Linked DNA regions of Mus musculus: all the other regions are linked to region 3. The links are chromatin contacts, called in public promoter capture Hi-C maps. All regions are on one chromosome and are shown on one strand. Each heading gives the region's core, a stretch centred on a gene start, on an enhancer-like site or on the middle of the called end of the contact. The rest is flanking DNA. Distances are from core to core; before and after follow the strand shown.

Evidence for each region. Promoter capture Hi-C pulls out the DNA fragments that hold promoters and counts their contacts.
Region 1: a contact with region 3 is called in a promoter capture Hi-C map of pre-B cells, with 3 times the contacts expected there. The contact joins the promoter of Keap1 here to the promoter of Tmed1 in region 3. A contact is called at or near these places in 9 of 39 promoter capture datasets (cranial neural crest, embryonic stem cells, frontonasal cranial neural crest and 5 more), 1 of 15 datasets of contacts at CTCF or cohesin (embryonic stem cells), 2 of 484 Hi-C or Micro-C datasets (embryonic stem cells and liver), 9 of 115 datasets of contacts at active chromatin or transcription factors (the 230-238 cell line, bone marrow-derived dendritic cells, craniofacial prominence and 3 more) and 3 of 9 other capture datasets (embryonic stem cells, liver and pancreatic islet).
Region 2: a contact with region 3 is called in a promoter capture Hi-C map of neural stem cells. The contact joins the promoter of Kank2 here to the promoter of Tmed1 in region 3. A contact is called at or near these places in 6 of 39 promoter capture datasets (cranial neural crest, liver, macrophages and 3 more) and 2 of 115 datasets of contacts at active chromatin or transcription factors (bone marrow-derived macrophages and microglia).
Region 4: a contact with region 3 is called in a promoter capture Hi-C map of liver, with 2.2 times the contacts expected there. The contact joins the promoter of Angptl8 here to the promoter of Tmed1 in region 3. A contact is called at or near these places in 2 of 39 promoter capture datasets (both in liver), 1 of 484 Hi-C or Micro-C datasets (embryonic stem cells) and 3 of 9 other capture datasets (embryonic stem cells, liver and pancreatic islet).
Region 5: a promoter capture Hi-C map of embryonic stem cells shows a contact between it and region 3, with 2.2 times the contacts expected there. The contact joins the enhancer-like site here to the promoter of Tmed1 in region 3. A contact is called at or near these places in 7 of 39 promoter capture datasets (cranial neural crest, embryonic stem cells, hematopoietic stem and progenitor cells and 3 more), 1 of 15 datasets of contacts at CTCF or cohesin (embryonic stem cells), 3 of 484 Hi-C or Micro-C datasets (B cells and liver), 4 of 115 datasets of contacts at active chromatin or transcription factors (the 230-238 cell line, craniofacial prominence and embryonic stem cells) and 4 of 9 other capture datasets (adipose tissue, embryonic stem cells, liver and 1 more).

The regions. Positions count from the first base shown.
Region 1 is chr9:21,238,071-21,241,314 of GRCm38.p6, reverse strand. It overlaps Keap1 (kelch-like ECH-associated protein 1), which reads left to right and starts at 1,983. Exons shown (of 5, transcript NM_016679.4): 1 at 1,983-3,244.
Region 2 is chr9:21,796,720-21,799,992 of GRCm38.p6, reverse strand. Kank2 (KN motif and ankyrin repeat domains 2) reads left to right here and starts at 1,447. Exons shown (of 12, transcript NM_145611.4): 1 at 1,447-1,511.
Region 3 is chr9:21,508,606-21,511,805 of GRCm38.p6, reverse strand. Tmed1 (transmembrane p24 trafficking protein 1) reads left to right here and starts at 1,572. Exons shown (of 4, transcript NM_010744.4): 1 at 1,572-1,812; 2 at 2,455-2,552; 3 at 2,692-2,875. The coding sequence starts at 1,630.
Region 4 is chr9:21,834,056-21,837,163 of GRCm38.p6, reverse strand. It overlaps Angptl8 (angiopoietin-like 8), which reads right to left and starts at 1,654. Exons shown (of 4, transcript NM_001080940.1): 1 at 1,350-1,654; 2 at 1,087-1,248; 3 at 212-321; 4 at 1-104. The coding sequence starts at 1,646. The coding sequence ends at 77. All of the region lies in intron 14 of Dock6 (dedicator of cytokinesis 6), which reads left to right.
Region 5 is chr9:21,219,239-21,222,531 of GRCm38.p6, reverse strand. No RefSeq gene overlaps it. Among named protein-coding and RNA genes, the nearest start is that of Keap1, 18 kb to the left of the region's middle. Within about 2 kb of position 1,536, at least 271 of the 459 cell types and tissues checked have an H3K27ac peak or open chromatin away from gene starts, as enhancers often do. A contact at or near this core is called in the 230-238 cell line, B cells, adipose tissue and 5 more, where this site is marked.

The DNA of each region.
Region 1 (3,244 bases), core at 734-3,233, 270 kb after region 3:
TGGTTTAACAGTAGGGAACTTAGAGATTCTGATATTAAATTTAAAAAGTACTCAGTTCCCTATTTAAATACCAAATTTAAAAAGCACTGTTGGGATTTGTAGAGACCTTCCAGACATATTCTGTGGGAAAATGACCTGAGATGGGTTTTTTGGTTGTTGTTTTTTGCCATTTTGATTTTGGAAGAGGGTCTCACTATGTAAGGCAGGCTGTACCACTTTGTAGCCAAGGACGTCCTTCACTTTTCTGATCCTTCTCCTCCAGCTTCCTGGGTGCTGGCATTACAAGTGTGTCCCAATTTCAGCTGTCCTGCATTTTTGTTGTTGTTTTGTTTAAATTATTAAGTTAATAGAACAAAGTAAGGTTTTACCATGCAGTCCAGGCTGGCCTGGAACTTGCTATGAGCCCTGGCTTGTCTCAAATTCACAGAGATCCACCTGTCTCTGCTTCTTCTAAAATTAAGGGTATACGACACCATGCCTGGCTTTCCTTGCCTCCCTGACCCCAGACAGAGTCTCACTGTGTAGTCTGGGCTGTTCTCAAACATTCAACCCTCTGCTTCAGACTCCCGTGGTAAATTTCTTTTGAAACTATCCTTTTCTTTGATATTTATTCATTTGTTTTCTGATATAAGGTCTTGCTAGGTCGAGCAGGCTTACTGTGAACTGGAGGTAATCCTCCTGCTTCAGTGCCCTGGTGGCTGGGATTACAGATGTGTCCCCTCAATATTCTTATTTTTAGATTTATTTCCTTTTATGTACACGAGTACTTTGCTTGCCTGTATGTCTGCGCACCACCTACCTGCATGGTGCCCACAGAGGTCAGAAGACAGCATGGGGTCCCCTTGAACTGGAGCTATGGATGGCTGTGAGGCATCGTGGCAGTGGACTCCAGGTCCTCTGCAAAAGCAACACGTGTTCTAAACCACCTTTCCTGGTTTTCCGAGACAGGGTTTCTCTGTGTAGCCTGGCTGTCCTGGAACTCACTGGGTAGACCAGGCTGGCCTCTGCCTCCCAAGTGCTGGGATTAAAGGCGTGCGCCACCACGCCTGGCTTAACTTTATGTTTCAAAGTTAATTTATGTGTGTATGTGGAGGTTATCGGACAACAACCTGAAGGAGGAAGCTTTCTACTACTATGTGAGTACCAGAGGTGGAACTTAGGTGGCCAGAATTGGCCAGACGCTCCTTTACCCACTGAGCCATCTTGATAGTTCAAGAAAATAACTTTCTCTCATAAATGCCATATGCAGCAAATAAGTATCTCTTACCATTAAAAATATATAAAGATGTTACGAGAAATACAAAGAGGCAGCTCTGGGCATTCCAACACTCCAACACCCTCAGATGAATGCCATACCTCTCCTCATGAAAACATGAACACACAGAGAGGAGAGTGTGTCTCTGGAGCACTCGAGCTGCACTTTGCAGGCTCCACATAGGGGAAGAGAATCAGTTTCTGCCAGCCGTCCCCGACCTCAACACAAGCACACACACAAATTAATGTACACAAAGCCCAGAGTGATATCCCAGCCTTTAACCACAGCACACGAAGGAGGCAGAGGCAGAGGCAGGAAGGTTTCTGTGTGTTCAAGGCCAGCCAGGGCTATGTAATGAGGCCTGTCTCAAAAAGAAGTTATAAGGCTGGAGTGATGGCTCAGCAGTTAAGAGTACTTGCTGCTCCTGCAGTGGTCCAGGGTTCAATTCCCCCATTTGCATGGTAGCTAACAACCACCTGTAACTTTAGGGGACACTGCACAGCCCACGTTGCACAGACATACATATACAGGCAAAACACCCACACGCACAAAGTAAAATACAAATTGAAATAAAAACATTAAAAAGTTATTTTACAAGAAGATAAATATCGCAACCAGGTAGATGGGTCTAGTTGGACCGTGCAGGCTGTGGGAGGGTCCGCCGGTGCAGGTTCAGCTGGAGGCGTACCGGACAGCCTAACCCGGAGGCAGCCTCCTAGGGCCGCCCAGACCCACGCCCTGCTCCCTCCGCCCGGCACCTGCAGGAAGGGCTGGAACTGCCTCTGCGTACCCGCCGCCCGTTTCCGCCCTCCCGCTCCTCCCACGCGTGCCGCCCGGGACCCCGCAGCACCGCTGCCCCGATCCGAGCCCTCCACCCCCACTCCGGTCCCCCTCCTCTCTTCCCGGAAGCGCGGCGCGTGGCGGCCCGGCGGCGCGGATTGGACGCGTGGCACCTACAGAGACACCCGGGGGGGTGGGACGGAGGTGAGCGAGCGCCCGCGGAGGATGCGGTGGGGAGCCAGCTCCGGGAGCTGCCCGCGGTCGCGCGTGGGGCCGTGCACGCGGTGGGGGGAAGCGCGTGCCCTTCTCCAAGCGCGCACCCCGCCGCCGAGCCCGTGAGCCCTCGTAGGGTGGTGGCCGCGGCGAGTAGAGGTAGGGGTCGCCCGCGGCCGGCGCCCCGGGACTCTTATTGTGACAGGGTGGCGCGCTGTGCTTAGTCACCGTGACCCGCGCGGCGGAGGCGGAGGCAGAGCGCGGCCATGGCGGGGTGAGTGAGCCGCTCCAGGCCGCGGCCCGGGACCAGGCCCTGCGGGCTCTCCCGGCGTCAGGGCTGCGCCTCCGAGCGGTGGGGAGGCCGCTGGAGCAGGCGCCGGGTACCGGGCGGCCGCTGCACAGCCCCCTGCGCAATGCCAGGCCCGAGCTCCGGCAGTGTGGTCACGCGTGACAGTCGCTCACTAGCTGGGGCCCCTGGAGCATTTCATCCCCCCCCTCCCCACGGTGATCTAATAGACAAAACACGCGGAGTCGCGACTCCAGGCTGAGCCCAGAACCTGGGGAGCCAGACGCAGACCCTCTCTTGTCTCCCCACATCTTCTTTGAAAGCATAATTCCTCCCCTGGCCCCAGGTCTCCAAGGGTCTCCTGAATCCCTCCCCGTGGGTGTTCCAGATGCTGCACACTCTCTTGCCCCAGGAGCTTGGTGTTCGCTTAGTGTTTCCTATACAGACCTTGCTTTATTTTTAGGCCTTTTCTGTCTTCTCGCTGTGTCTCTGGAGCTCAGAGCAGTCCCAAATACATAAATGGCAGGCTCTGTAAATGTTGGTGTGGTGTTGAAAGGAATCTGACATGTTGGACGAAGGCAAGGGGAGGGAAGGATGGCTGGAACAGTGAAGAGGTTGGAAAGCGGGTGTGGAGTTTTACAGGCCATTGACGATTTGGGGTTTCCATTCTTGGGCTCGGTGAAAGGTGTTGGGTGATTCTGAGCAGGAAA
Region 2 (3,273 bases), core at 198-2,697, 290 kb before region 3:
TCAGTCTCTCCACTTTTTGTTTTGTGTTTACTTTGCTTCCCAGCCTGGCCTTGAACTCACAAAGACCCATCCACCTCAGCCTCAGCCTTTTCTACTAAGTGCTGGGATTAAATGGTTTATCATTTTTAATTGTATTTTTTTCTCCTCTTTCTCTCTTTCTGTCTGTCTGTATGTTTGTGGGTGCATGGGTGCCATGACACACATGTGGAGTCAGAGGACAGTTTGCAGAACTCAGTTCTCCCCTTCCACTGTATAGATCGCAGGCATTGAGCTTTCAGGCTTGCAGCAGGCACCTTCGTCTTGACATCTGACGAGCCTCCCCTTGGTCATCCACTTATTTTTTGAGACAGGTCTCATTGAACCTGGAGTTCATAGATGCAGCTAGGTTCACTGGCTGGTAAGCCCCAGCCATAGAGATCTGCCCAGCCCCCAGAATTCGGCTTACAGGTAAACTTGTGGGCCCAACTCTTATGTAGATGCTGGAGTTCGAACTCAGATCCTAGTTCACACCGGCAGGCAGTTTACCCACTGAGACATCCACCTGTCACGTGTGCTAAGCAGAGGCTTCCAGGAAGCTATATTTTTCCTCTTTCCTCCCCTTCCCTTCCTCTCTCTTTCTTTCTTTCTTCCTTTCTTTCTTTCCTGTTGTTTTGTCTTTAGTTTGTTTATTTTGAGACAGTCTCTCCTGGCTCAGAATTACTGGAGTAGAAGGTGACCTCTCTAGTACTTGATCGCCCTGGCTCCACATCTTTCATGTGCTGGGACTACAGGTGTGCAGTCCCGCTGTGAGAGTGGCTTCAGAAAGTCCAGTGCAAACAGAAGTTCATCTCTGGACTAGGGTGTAGTTTAGAGGCAGAGTGATTAGCATTCAGAGTCCTGGGGTCCATCCCCAACCTCACAAAATCAATAAACCACGCCCTGTGATTTGTGTCAGCCCAAGAGTAGTATGAAGGGAATTTTCTGAACACACTTAACAGATGGGTCATGTGATTGACCCCATTTTGCTGATGGGGAAACTGAGGCACAACTTCAATTTCAGGAGATTGGGGTGTGGGTGCTGCAATCTTAGAGTTTGGGTCGGCGGTCACGCCATGGTGCACCCGGCCTGCAGCTGGAAGACTTCCAGCTGCTGGCGGCCAACGGGGGAGGGGTGACCTCCAGTCGCCGCTACCGCACCCGCCCTCGAGCTGGGCTGCGGCCAGCTCCGCCCCCTGCAGCGTCCAGCTGCGAAGGGCGGGCACCAGGCTTGGAGAAGCGGGGACCCTGTCCGGAGGGCTGGTGGCCAGGAGCCGACTGAGACCCTAGGACGTGCTCAGGCCGCAGCGAGAGCGCGTGCACCCCCACGACCACCCTTCAACTTCGCCCCCAGGCCCCGCGGCCGAGGCGCCCGGGAGACTGGAGGGGCGTGGCTTTCTGGTGGGGGCGTGGCTACCGCGCTGGCTCCGCAAGCTTGCGGCGACTGAGGCGGAGCGGGCAGGACGCCTGGGACGGCGGAGGCTCGAGCGTGCCAGGCGAGTGGGACGGAGGGCTGATCGGGGTGGCGTGGGGTCCGGGCTACTCTAGGGGCACTATCAGGATTTCTAACCCACCTCCAACCCGAGGCTACAAGCTCGCACACTCTCTCTTAGCTGGTCCCTCTCAAGTCTTAACATCTGCGCCCAAACTTTGCAAACCGGAGCGTCTGGGTCCCCGCGCTCCTCTCCCCTCCCCAGCCCTGACCTGGGCCCTGCTTCCCTTGCCCCTAGCCCACCTCTATGCCTTTATCATTCCCTGCCTCTCTTCCTCTGCTCCGCCACTCTCGTCTAGCTCTGTCCCCTAACCTTCCCAGGTCCCCGCTCTCGCAGCTCCGGGTGGCCGGACCAGGCCCCTCAGCGGCGGGAAGGCATCCGGGCGTCCGGCCGGGCTGGGCCTGGCTGCTGGGCGGGTGTGGGGATCAGCAGATGTTTGCCATTAGACTGGGACCCCGCAGGCCCCGCCCCCTCCCCGCCCGGGGCGGGGTCCTCCTCACCCCCAACTTTAGGGGCGGAGGGAGCGCGGCAGGAAAACCCCCAGATCCCAGATTCACCCAGGCTGGTGGTGGGGGGGGGTGCACTCTGGGGAGACCCTGTGGCCCTTTCCTGGAAACTCCCACCTGTTGATTCTTCCAGCCTCCTTCCGCCTCTCTCATCCCGGGATCTTGTGGAGAGAGGGGCCTCCTCCGACTCCCGCCACGGAGTTACCAGCCTGAGGTTAGATAACGAGACCCGTAGACCTCCATCGCTCCATCTGGAGAGTAAGATGTATAGGGTCTAGGGGTGCTTTGGGCGAATCTGCCCCGTTTTAGGTTCAAGTCAGAGATCTGCCTGCCTCCGCCTCCCAAGTGCTGGGATTAAAGGCATGTGAGGCTACACTCAGCTTGCAAGATCTTTTTCCAAAAACATAAGCATGGCTGGGGATGGAGAACGTGGGCCTAGCATGTATGAAACCGGGGGTTCCACCCCAGAATGTATGGTGTGGTGTGGTGTAGCCAGCCACGCCAGCACTTATGAGGTGCAGGCTGGAGGATCAGGATTTCAGGGTCATCCCCAGCCACATAGTGAGTTTGAGGCCAGCCTGGGCTACAGGAAACTGCCTTAAATAACCAAACAAAACGGTGTGGTAATTATTCATTATTCATTCCACCTCAGTGCCCCTAGCCCAGGCTACCCCAATTCTGCTCCCTACTTCTGTGTCTCTCTTAAGTCCTCAGAAAATATTTTGGACTAACTTCCTGTCCTTGGAGGTTCTGAGGCTCCAGGCAGATGCAGAGCCAATTTTATCTACAACTGGTAACTGCATTTCAGGTGTTCATGCCAGCAAAGTGAGGGCAGAGACGTGAGGAGACACAAACTGGAGGGACAGAGCTATGGAGGGGAACTAAGCCAGAGGGAAGGACCATCCGAGGCCTGCCTTCATGCCCAGCAGGCGCCCCATCTGATCCACCCTCCCAGGCACCCACTGTCCCAACATCTACAGCCTAGAGTGGCCTGCTCTGGAGGGTGAGATGGGTGGAGGTGTCTGCAGCAAAGCAGCTGCAGGGCAGACAACAGAAAGGACTGACCTTGGCTAACCTCCAGGGTTGAAGTGGGCTTAGCAAGAAGTCTTGATTATCCCCACTCTGCAGCCTGTAGGCCCCCCTCTTTACTTCCATCTCTATGACTTTCCAGTCTTTCACCCCACTCTATCCCTACTGTATCCCCCCCCCCAACCCAGACACATCCTGAGGGGGCAGGAAGTTCTATGTAGCTGGGCAGT
Region 3 (3,200 bases), core at 323-2,822:
TCAGTGCTCTTAACCACTGAGCCATCTCACCAGCCCTCTGGTATCTTTTTACTCTAGCTAAGACATCAAGGACTACTGAGAGGTGGTGGCACATGCTTTTAATTCCAGTACTTGGGAGAGAGAGGCAGGCAGATTTCCATGAGTTCAAGGCCAGCCTGGTCTAGAGTTCCAGGATAGCCAGGGCTACAAAGAGAAACTGTTTAAAAAAAAAAAATAAAAGGACTTCAAGTACTTCAAGTACTATATTAAGCAGATATGGGGAGTGGACACCTTGTTTTATTCCTGATTGTGGAAATGTTCTGAGTTCTGTTTAGGCTGATGTTGGTTGCTGTAAATTACCTTTATTCTTTTGAGGTTTCTCTTTCTTTTTTTTTTTTTTTCCCCGAGACAGGGTTTCTCTGTGTATCCCTGGCTGTCCTATGTCCTGGCACTCACTCTGTAGACCAGGCTGGCCTCGAACTCAGAAATCCACCCGTCTCTGCCTCCTGCGTGCTGGGATTAAAGGCGTGCGCCACCACGCCCGGCTCAAGCTACTTTTCTTATATAGCTCATCCCCACCTGTCTAGGAAAGGTACCATCTACAGTGGGCTGGGTCTTCCAGCAACGTTGAAAATGCCCAACAGGCAATTCCTCAAGTGACACTCAACTTGCCAGATTATTTTGTCAAGTGAACAAGAGCTAAGCACACAGTGTTGTGTGTGTGTGTGTGTGTGTGTAGGTCAGAGGACAATTGCAGGAGTCAATTCTGACCTTCCACTATCGTAGCACATGGGGATTAAACTAAGGTCATTAGGTTTAGCAGCAAGCGCCTGTGTTCTCTGAGCCATTCAAAGCCCAAAATAGATTCCTTGATTTTTTTGCTGGTCTGGAACTATGTAGTTCCATACCAGTTCGAGAGGATGGCCTCGAACTCCTTCCACCTCCCGACTCAGCCTTTCAAGTACTGGAATACTGCATGTGTCAGCACAGATGCACGTGGACCTGCTGACCCAAAGGTTTGAGATGTATTGTACGCAGGCTGAGGCAGTATTCTACTCACCAACAAACATTCCACCACCCCCTTAGGGATGGTATAAGGTGTAAAGGAAAAGCAGTCGGGGGAGGCCATGCTCACTGAACTAACATCGCCAGAACTCCAATATTGGAATACTAGCACCTGGCATATCTGCCTGTCGCACCCGTCACACAAGTTGAGATCAGAATCCAACAAAGCCGCCGTCCTCGGAGGGCTACGCCTACACTTGATTGACCAATGGGCAAAAGCACCTTGAATTGGGGAAGGCAGAGAGCGGGCGGTGCCAAGGGAGGACCTGCAAACCTCCCCGTTTAGTCATCTTAATTGTTGCCTGTAAAGAAGTGCTTCACCATTTTTAGATTTGTCAGTGCCCCCACCAAATGCAGTGGTTGATATCAGACTTGGGTAGGTTTCACGAAGTTCGCAGTAGCGTTAGTATGCTTTCTAGCAGATTAGGCAATTACCAGGGCAGCTCCCCATCCTGGGGCCCTTCAGTCAGCATTCCGCGGCTTTGGGGTCGAACAGAAGCCGAAGCCAATGAGCTTTGCCGAAATAAGAGGTGGGCAGGACAAATCCTTAAAGGGTCCACGCCCCGTGAGTAGAGGGTGACCCGGATGATGGCGGCCGGCGCGGCCGTAGCACTGGCCCTGTGGCTACTCCTGCCAGCAGTAGGAGTGGGAGAGGCAGGGCCGCCGCCTATCCAGGACGGCGAGTTCACATTTCTGCTTCCCGCCGGGAGAAAGCAGTGTTTCTATCAGTCCGCACCGGCCAATGCTAGTCTTGAGACCGAGTACCAGGTGAGAGAGGGGGTCCCGGGCTCGGAATAGAGCAGGGCTGGGGGCGTGGCCAACAGGCGGGAGGGGCGGGGCAGAGGTGTGGCCAGAACGCTAATAGTCTTGCAGAGAAGGGGCATGCTCTGCTCAGAGCTCTTTGGGTTGGGTTCTAGGGAAGTTCCTGGCGGCTGTTGGGTAGGTTACGATTAAGTTAGCGGTCAGGTAGACAGCCACCTTAGACTACTCAAGGGCGTTGGCAGGGTGGTTGATAAAAGACCTCACGTGGATGTATCCATCTTAGGGACTGGGAAGAAACCTTGTAGGTGTGGATGGATGTTGGTCTTCAGATAGGCCCTTGGGGGAATCCAAATAGCTTGCTGGGTTAAAACAAAACAAAACAAAACAAAAACCGCTTGCTGCTAAACTACGACGACCCGAGTTTCCTAACTCTATGGTAGAAGTGCAGCTCTGACTAATCTCCCTCCACAGGCGCTACTCCTCTATCTCAAGCAAATACCTGGGATTTGTGGTTGTTCTTTTTTCTTCTTAAAGATAGGTTCTTGGTGATCTTACATGGGTCTTTCCCGGTTCGGTTTAACCCAGGCTTTCTGTGGCAGATAGGCTTGCACAAAGCTGCCAGTTCCCCAATTCTTACCTGCTCTTCAGGTGATCGGAGGTGCTGGGCTGGACGTGGACTTCACCTTGGAGAGCCCTCAGGGTGTGCTGTTGGTCAGTGAGTCTCGAAAGGCTGATGGGGTACACACGTGAGTGAAGTCCTGCCCTGCCTTGGTTCAGTTACAGCCCTGCAGCTCCCCAGTGGCCTCAGGTTACCATCCTACTGGTTCCACAGACCAGCTGGCTGGTCACTCCAGGGTCACGTCTATGTCTCATCTGTCTGCCCAGGGTGGAGCCTACTGAGGCCGGAGACTACAGGCTGTGCTTTGACAACTCCTTCAGCACCATCTCAGAAAAGCTTGTGTTCTTTGAGCTCATCTTTGACAGCTTCCAAGATGAGGAGGAGGTAGAAGGTTGGGCGGAGGCTGTGGAGCCAGAAGAGATGCTTGATGTCAAAATGGAAGACATCAAGGTGAGCTGGGTATGATGGTGCATGCTTAGAATCCCAGTTCTGAGGAGGCTGAGGCAGGATGCCAGTGAGTTCAAGACCAACCTTATTTACATAGCAAGCTCCCGTCTCACAAAACCAACAGAAAGGGCCGGGAATAATTGAGTTGGCAGAGCACTTACCTAGGACGCTCCCACAGCTGAGCCCCCACACCCAGCACTGCACACACTGGGTATGGTTCTCTTGGTCCTGAGGATCACAAGTTCAAGGTCATCCTTGGCTTGCACAGACTAGCAGAGTTTGGTGAAGTGGCTTGATAGGCAAAGGCAACTGCACCAAGCCTGGCTAC
Region 4 (3,108 bases), core at 405-2,904, 330 kb before region 3:
GCCCTGTTCATGGGCCTGGTGGAGCGCTTCAGTGTTCCTTGCAGCACAACTGGTCCTCGGTGGCATCCAGGTAGTCTCAGGCTGGGAGGGCTGCTGTGTGGAGTCTAGGGAGGGAGGTAGAGCCCCGTCAAGGCCAGTGCTTCGGGGAGGTGCCCTTCAGTGGACCTAGGCAACTTCCACTGCTACCCCAGAGTAATCCCACCAGGCTCACCTCTGCTGGATCTGTCGCAGCCACTGTTGCTGCTCTGCCATCTCCCGCTGCTGTCGCTGCACGTGGCCAGTGAGAGCCCATAAGAGGTGGCTCTGCTTATCAGCTCGAGCCTGTGGGGTAGTATATAAACCTTAGCTGGGAGATCTGGGTCACCTCCCATCTCCTGACCACTGCAAGTTTCTCTGTTACCATCCATGGGGCCCAGCAAATGTCCAAGACCCTCTGGCCTCAGTTTCCCTGTTTGTAAAGTATATCTAAAATGGGACTTGCTCTGTATAGTTTGTAGATGCACATCAAACAATATTGATTGGTTTCTTGATACATAGCACCAGGACTGCGTGGGTCCTGGGAATCCATCTCAGGTCATGGGCTTGGCAGCCTTTACCTGCTGAACTAACTACCTTGTTGGTCCCTTACTCATTCATTCATTTACATATTTTGAGACAGGGCTTCATGTACCCCAAGCTTAACCCGGATGTCTACCTAGCCAGAAATCACCTTGGACTCCACACACACACACACCCACACACACCCACACACACACACACACACACACACACACACACCTGCCTTTATTCCCAGTGCTAGGATTGTTCTTTCTCTTGTTCTCTTTGAGACAAGGTATCACCATGTAGTCAGCTGGCCTAACTTTGTAGCCAAGGCTGCCTTTAACCTTCTATTTCTCCTGCCCCTGCCTCTGGAGTTCTAGAACCACAGCTGTGCCTGCTTCTTGCCCTTACTTGCAAAGGTCACTTCCAGAAGGTCACTGAGGCTGGAACCCCATATACAACTGGAGGGTCCTCTAGCCCAGGATTCAGTGGTGGCCTCTTTCTGAGAAGCAGGCTATACCCCTCTCAGACCTGGGAGTCCCTTACCTTTAAGGTCTCAAATTCTTGGTGGGCTTGACCGAGCCAGGCGCCTCTCAGCTGCACTTGTAGTCTCCGTACAGTGTCCCGCAGAGCCTGCTGGGCCCGGGCCACTTCCCCCAGTGATCGGGCTGTGGCTTCAGCTCGAAGGTGTAAAGCGTCCTCTTCCACCTGCTCAAGGATGGTGTGTCATCAGGGTATGTTTCCTCTGTTCTGGGTTTACCATTTCCTCAGACTCTTACCTGCCACCAACACCCAGCTCCAGTGCTCACCTGAATCTCCGACAGGCTGGTGCGAAGCTCCTGTGTGGCATCCTGGCCCTGCCTGACTTCTGTCCCCAGGAATTCCAGTGCTCTGTCATAGAGGCCCAGGCTGTGCCCAGCTTCTGTCAGGCGAGCCTCTGTGGCTCTGTACACGCCATTGAGGGCCTGGCCTAGCTGCAGGGCCCCGTGAAAGAGCAGGGTCAGCTCTTCATATTGAGCTGGCTCTGGACCACCCAGAGGGGCCACTGGAGCGGGTCGCACTGCTGATGCTAAGGTCCACAGGAGGCAGAGAGCAAGCACAGCCATGGCTGACAGTTTCGTGGGTGTGGTTCCCGGGCCGCTGCGGCTGCCTTTTATTTCCATAGGCTGCCATTGACCCCCCTGGTCAATGGTTAACCGGCCATGGTTGCACAAGGGCCTGGCGGAGGCTCAGCCATTGCATCAGACTGATGGCTAAGCAGGCCATGCTGATATCACGCTGCTAGAACTCAGGGCCAGCTGTGTGTGGGGGTTGGAGGTAGTGGGCAAGCTCAGACCAGAGCTCTCAGCGCCAGTGTCTGTATGAGCATATCACTGCCTTGAGCCTCAGTTTCCCATCTAAGTGTAGAACGTGGCTCCCTTCACATCCAACACAGCAGGCCCAGTATTGCTGGGCCACCCAAAGGGCCATCCAGGGGCTCCAGCCTTGTCTCCTTCCTGCAGACAGCTAATGCAGGGGTCACTGGGTGTGGCCAATAGCTGTGGAGGAGGGGCGAAAAAGTGACATGACAGACATCCTCCTTCTGAGATCATGGAGCCTGACTCCCCGCATGGTTTATGATCTGTGCTAACTTCGATTTAACTTCCTAGAACACACAGGGCAAGTACTGCAACCCATTTTCTCTACCTAGGCGTCCCACAAGTAGTACTAAGCATTTGTTGAACATCCACTTTGCGCACTCAAAGGAACAGCCTTGCTTCCCTTGCAAATAGAACGTTACACTCTGAGGTTGCGGTAGGAGGAACATGAGTTCAAGGCCAGCCTGGGCTACAGAACTAGATCCTCTCTTATGGCAAGAAAACAAGAGCTGAGGTGATGCTCAGAGGTAGAAGGCTTTCGGGGCACTCAGCATTCCATCGCTAGCACCACAGAAAATGGCCGTGAAGTTAGTCATTCGCGATGAGCTTGACACCGAGAGTCACAGGACTCTGTCACAGAGACCCACTCACTGTTCTGTGTGGAGACTCGCTGTTACTGGTTGTTGGTACAGAGCTTCAGAGGCTGAGCTAGCAGGCCAGATGCCTCCATCACACAGCTTAAGGGGGCCTACAGGGTTGGGGCTTGTGCACTTACAGCTGGGGAGAAGAGGCAAGACCAGGTTCCGGTTCTCTTTGTATCTGAAAGACAGACCCTATAGATAACTCCAGGGAGCCAATAAGGTGGTAGTGTGGGCTGCGGGAGGCCAGTCTGCCACCTGGCTACTGGTGGGACCACCTTATGTTTTTAATTATTTATTTATTGTTGGGGGGCAGGGTTGAACAGAGATGTCCAAAGAGGCCAGAGGCATCAGGTCCCCCTGGAGCTGACTGAAGTGGGTGCTGTGAACTGAACTTGGATCCTCTCAAAGAGCAGTGCGTACCCTTAACTGCTGAGCCACTTCTCCAGACCTCTGGCCCTCGGGGGCTGGAGCCAGGGCTCAGGTGGTAGAGTACTTGCCTAGTGTGCACAAAGCCCTGGGTTCCACCCCCAGTACCTGATATGCCTGTCACCCCAGCACTCTGGAGGTGG
Region 5 (3,293 bases), core at 287-2,786, 290 kb after region 3:
GGGGAATCCAGGATAGGCATGTGCATATAGCTATAGACATACCAAGAATGAAAAGTAAACTAAGGATCTGGACCCAGGTGGTGCAGACCCCAGTCCTGGAGAGCCAGCTGGAGGCTCTCTGTGAGTCTGGTCTACACAGTCTGGTCTACACAGCCAACTGTGGGAGAGAGACCCTGTGTCAAAACAAACAAGGAATCAAAGTCAGGATTAAAAATAAACAAACACCAGGACAGCCAGGGTTATACAGAGAAACCCTGTCTCAAAAAACCAAACCAACCAAACAACCAAACAAACCCAGCAAAAAAGAGATTCGGCCGCAATCAGTTGTCCCCACTCATGCACATCATGCCCATAGTTGCGCACGTGCACACACACACACACACACACACACACACGTGCAGGATGGAAAGGGAATGAAGAGATGATATTTAGTGCTGACATCTAACACCACAAACAAGAGAAGCCTCACTCACATCTAACTTTGAACTCTTGAAAACACACACACACACACACATCCCAAGAGCAAATACATGGAGTTGCATGGAACTGGCTAGATTTTCTAGAAAATTATTGCTAGAGTGTGGCCCCTTGGAGACCAGCCATCAGCTATTCCGTGTGCTGGAATTTCATCCTTACATCTGGGCAGTCCCTGTCTACAGCTGGGGCGTCTCCCCAAATACCCTGGGGTTGCAAGGGCTGTGCAACTGTTAAGAGCTTTAGGCTGTTCTCACAGACTGGGGGTTGATTGCCGGCATCCACAGGGCGGCTCACAGATGTTTGTAACTCTAGTTCTAAGCATCTATCTCCCTCTTCTGATCTCTTCTGGTACTGCGTCTTGTGGTACACGTATATACATGCAGCCAAAATACCACAGGAGTAAAATAAAAATGTAAAAACTTGGGGCTGGAGACTTGGCTCAACTGGTTAAGAGCACTTGTTCTGCTTGCTAAAGTACCCAGGTTCAATGTGTAGCTCATACGGAGGTTCACCACTTCCTTAAACACCAGACACATATGTGGTGCACAGATGTAGAAGCAGGCAAAACACTCATGCACACACAAAAAATAGATAAAACAAACCTAAAAAAAAAACTTAAAAATATATATGCATGCTGAGTGCATTGGATTCTCTCTGTGGCTATTTTAGAAGAAATATCAGCCCAATTCTGTAAGCAGTGTCACATGAGGTATGTCACATGGGACATGCTAAGTTCCCTTATCAGCTAATTTGCCCTCCTTCCTGTGAGCTCCTGGCCTCTAAATCACTATTCTGCAAGAAGAGGGTGAGCTTGAAACCCTAGTTATCTGCCTTCCCTCCAGAGTGCTGGGGTGGGGCAGATCGCAGTGCTCCGGACAGAGCCCAGGGCTTTGAGCAGAAACAACAGTTGTTGTTCTACAGTTAGGGTCCAGCGGCCGTGACTGATTAGGCTTCCTTTAAGGAAGTGGAAAGCGACCTGAGATCATTCAGGATAAATATCACAGGGTTGGGTGGTGGTGTGTGTCTGTCATCCCGACAGTTAGGAGGTGGAAGCGGGAGGAGCCAATTAGGAGTGAAAGGCCAAGCTCAGTGACATAAGAGTTCATGGCCAGCCTGTGCTACATGAAACTCTGTCTCAAAAATAAAAGGATAAACTAGGTACTACCCTAAGGTAGGATTGACGCGAGGGCCAGGATACTCTAAGAAAAAGGACCTTAGGATCCTGTTCAAATCAAATTGAAAGCAAGGTCATTAGGAGGACTACAGGCAGTAGAACCCAGCCTGCAGATCAGAAGTCGAGCGGCCGCAACCCTCATTGGCTATTTTCTTCAGAACTGACAGCGACCTTAGCCAATAATAGCTTGGAATAGCCTCCCGCCCTAGCTCCGCCTCTCGGATGGTCTGCACCTGCGCCGCTTCCTGATGTACATGTAGTTCCGCAGGAGCCCAGAAGGGGGCGCGAGAGGGCTTGTGCTCCCAGTTCTGGCTCCTTACCTGACTTGGGACAAATACCTATTTGACTGGTAATACAGATTGTTGGTAGTAATGTAGTAAAACACACTATGTCCAGCGTGTAGTCTGCACAGGAATAGTGCTATTGTATTTGTCAGCAAGGGAAACTGAGTAGATACATTAACTAGTTTAGATTTAAGCTTTGGATAAGCCTGTGTGGTGGAATAAGCCTTTAGGAAGTTTAACAGGAGACTCATGATGAGTTCAAGGGTATCGTCGTACATATAAGCTCCCGAATGGCCGGAGCTACGTGTGACTCTATTATTTAAGCCTTTTTGATACAGGGTCTTTCTACATAGATAAGGCTGGCTTTGAACTTACAATCTACCTGCCTCTGTCTTCCTAGTGTTGGGACTAAAGGTGTGTGCTGCCACACCTGGGAGAGATCTTGCTTAATCAACCCCCACAGGAAACTCCATCTGACTTACTGGGTATCTGTCTGTCTCTCTTGTTAGTCTGTCAGAGAGATGGTGATGCTGTTCTGAGCCCTGGCTGCTCTTCCAGAGGATTCAGCAACCACGTGGTGACTTTAAATCATCTGCAACTCTAGTTCCAGAGAATCTGAGCGCCCCTTCTGGCCTTCTTGGGCACTGCACTTACAGATACCCATTACACACACACACACACACACACACACACACACACACACACACACACATAAAAATAGAAATAAAAATTTTTTATTGTTGTTTTTTTCGAGACAGGGTTTCTCTGTATAGCCCTGGCTGTCCTGGAACTCACTCTGTAGACCAGGCTGGCCTCGAACTCAGAAATCCACCTGCCTCTGCCTCCCAAGTGCTGGGATTAAAGGCATGCACCACCACGCCCGGCATAAATGTTTTAAAAATAAAATCAACCCCAAATTAAAATCTCAGTAGGCATTTTATAAGGTTTAATGTATATGAGTACACTGTCTCTGTCTTCAGACACACCAGAAGAAGGCATCAGATCCCATGACAGATGGTTGTGAGCCACCATGTGGTTGCTGGGAATTGAACTCAGGACCTCTGGAAGAGCAGTCAGTGCTCTTAACCACTGAGCCATCTCTCCAGCCCTATAAATAAATCTTTATTTAAAAATAAATAAATAAATAAATAATTATATTTGTCACCTCAAATATTCATTCTTTGTAGGAAGAACATTAGGATTTATTTTTGGTGTGGTGGTGCACGTCTTTAATCCCAGCACTAGCGAGGCAGAGGCAGGCAGATTTCAGAGTTCGAGAAATCCTGTCTCGAAAACAAAAAACCAAACCAAAACAAAAAATATATACTATGTAGGCTAGTGGTTCAAGGGACAAAGAT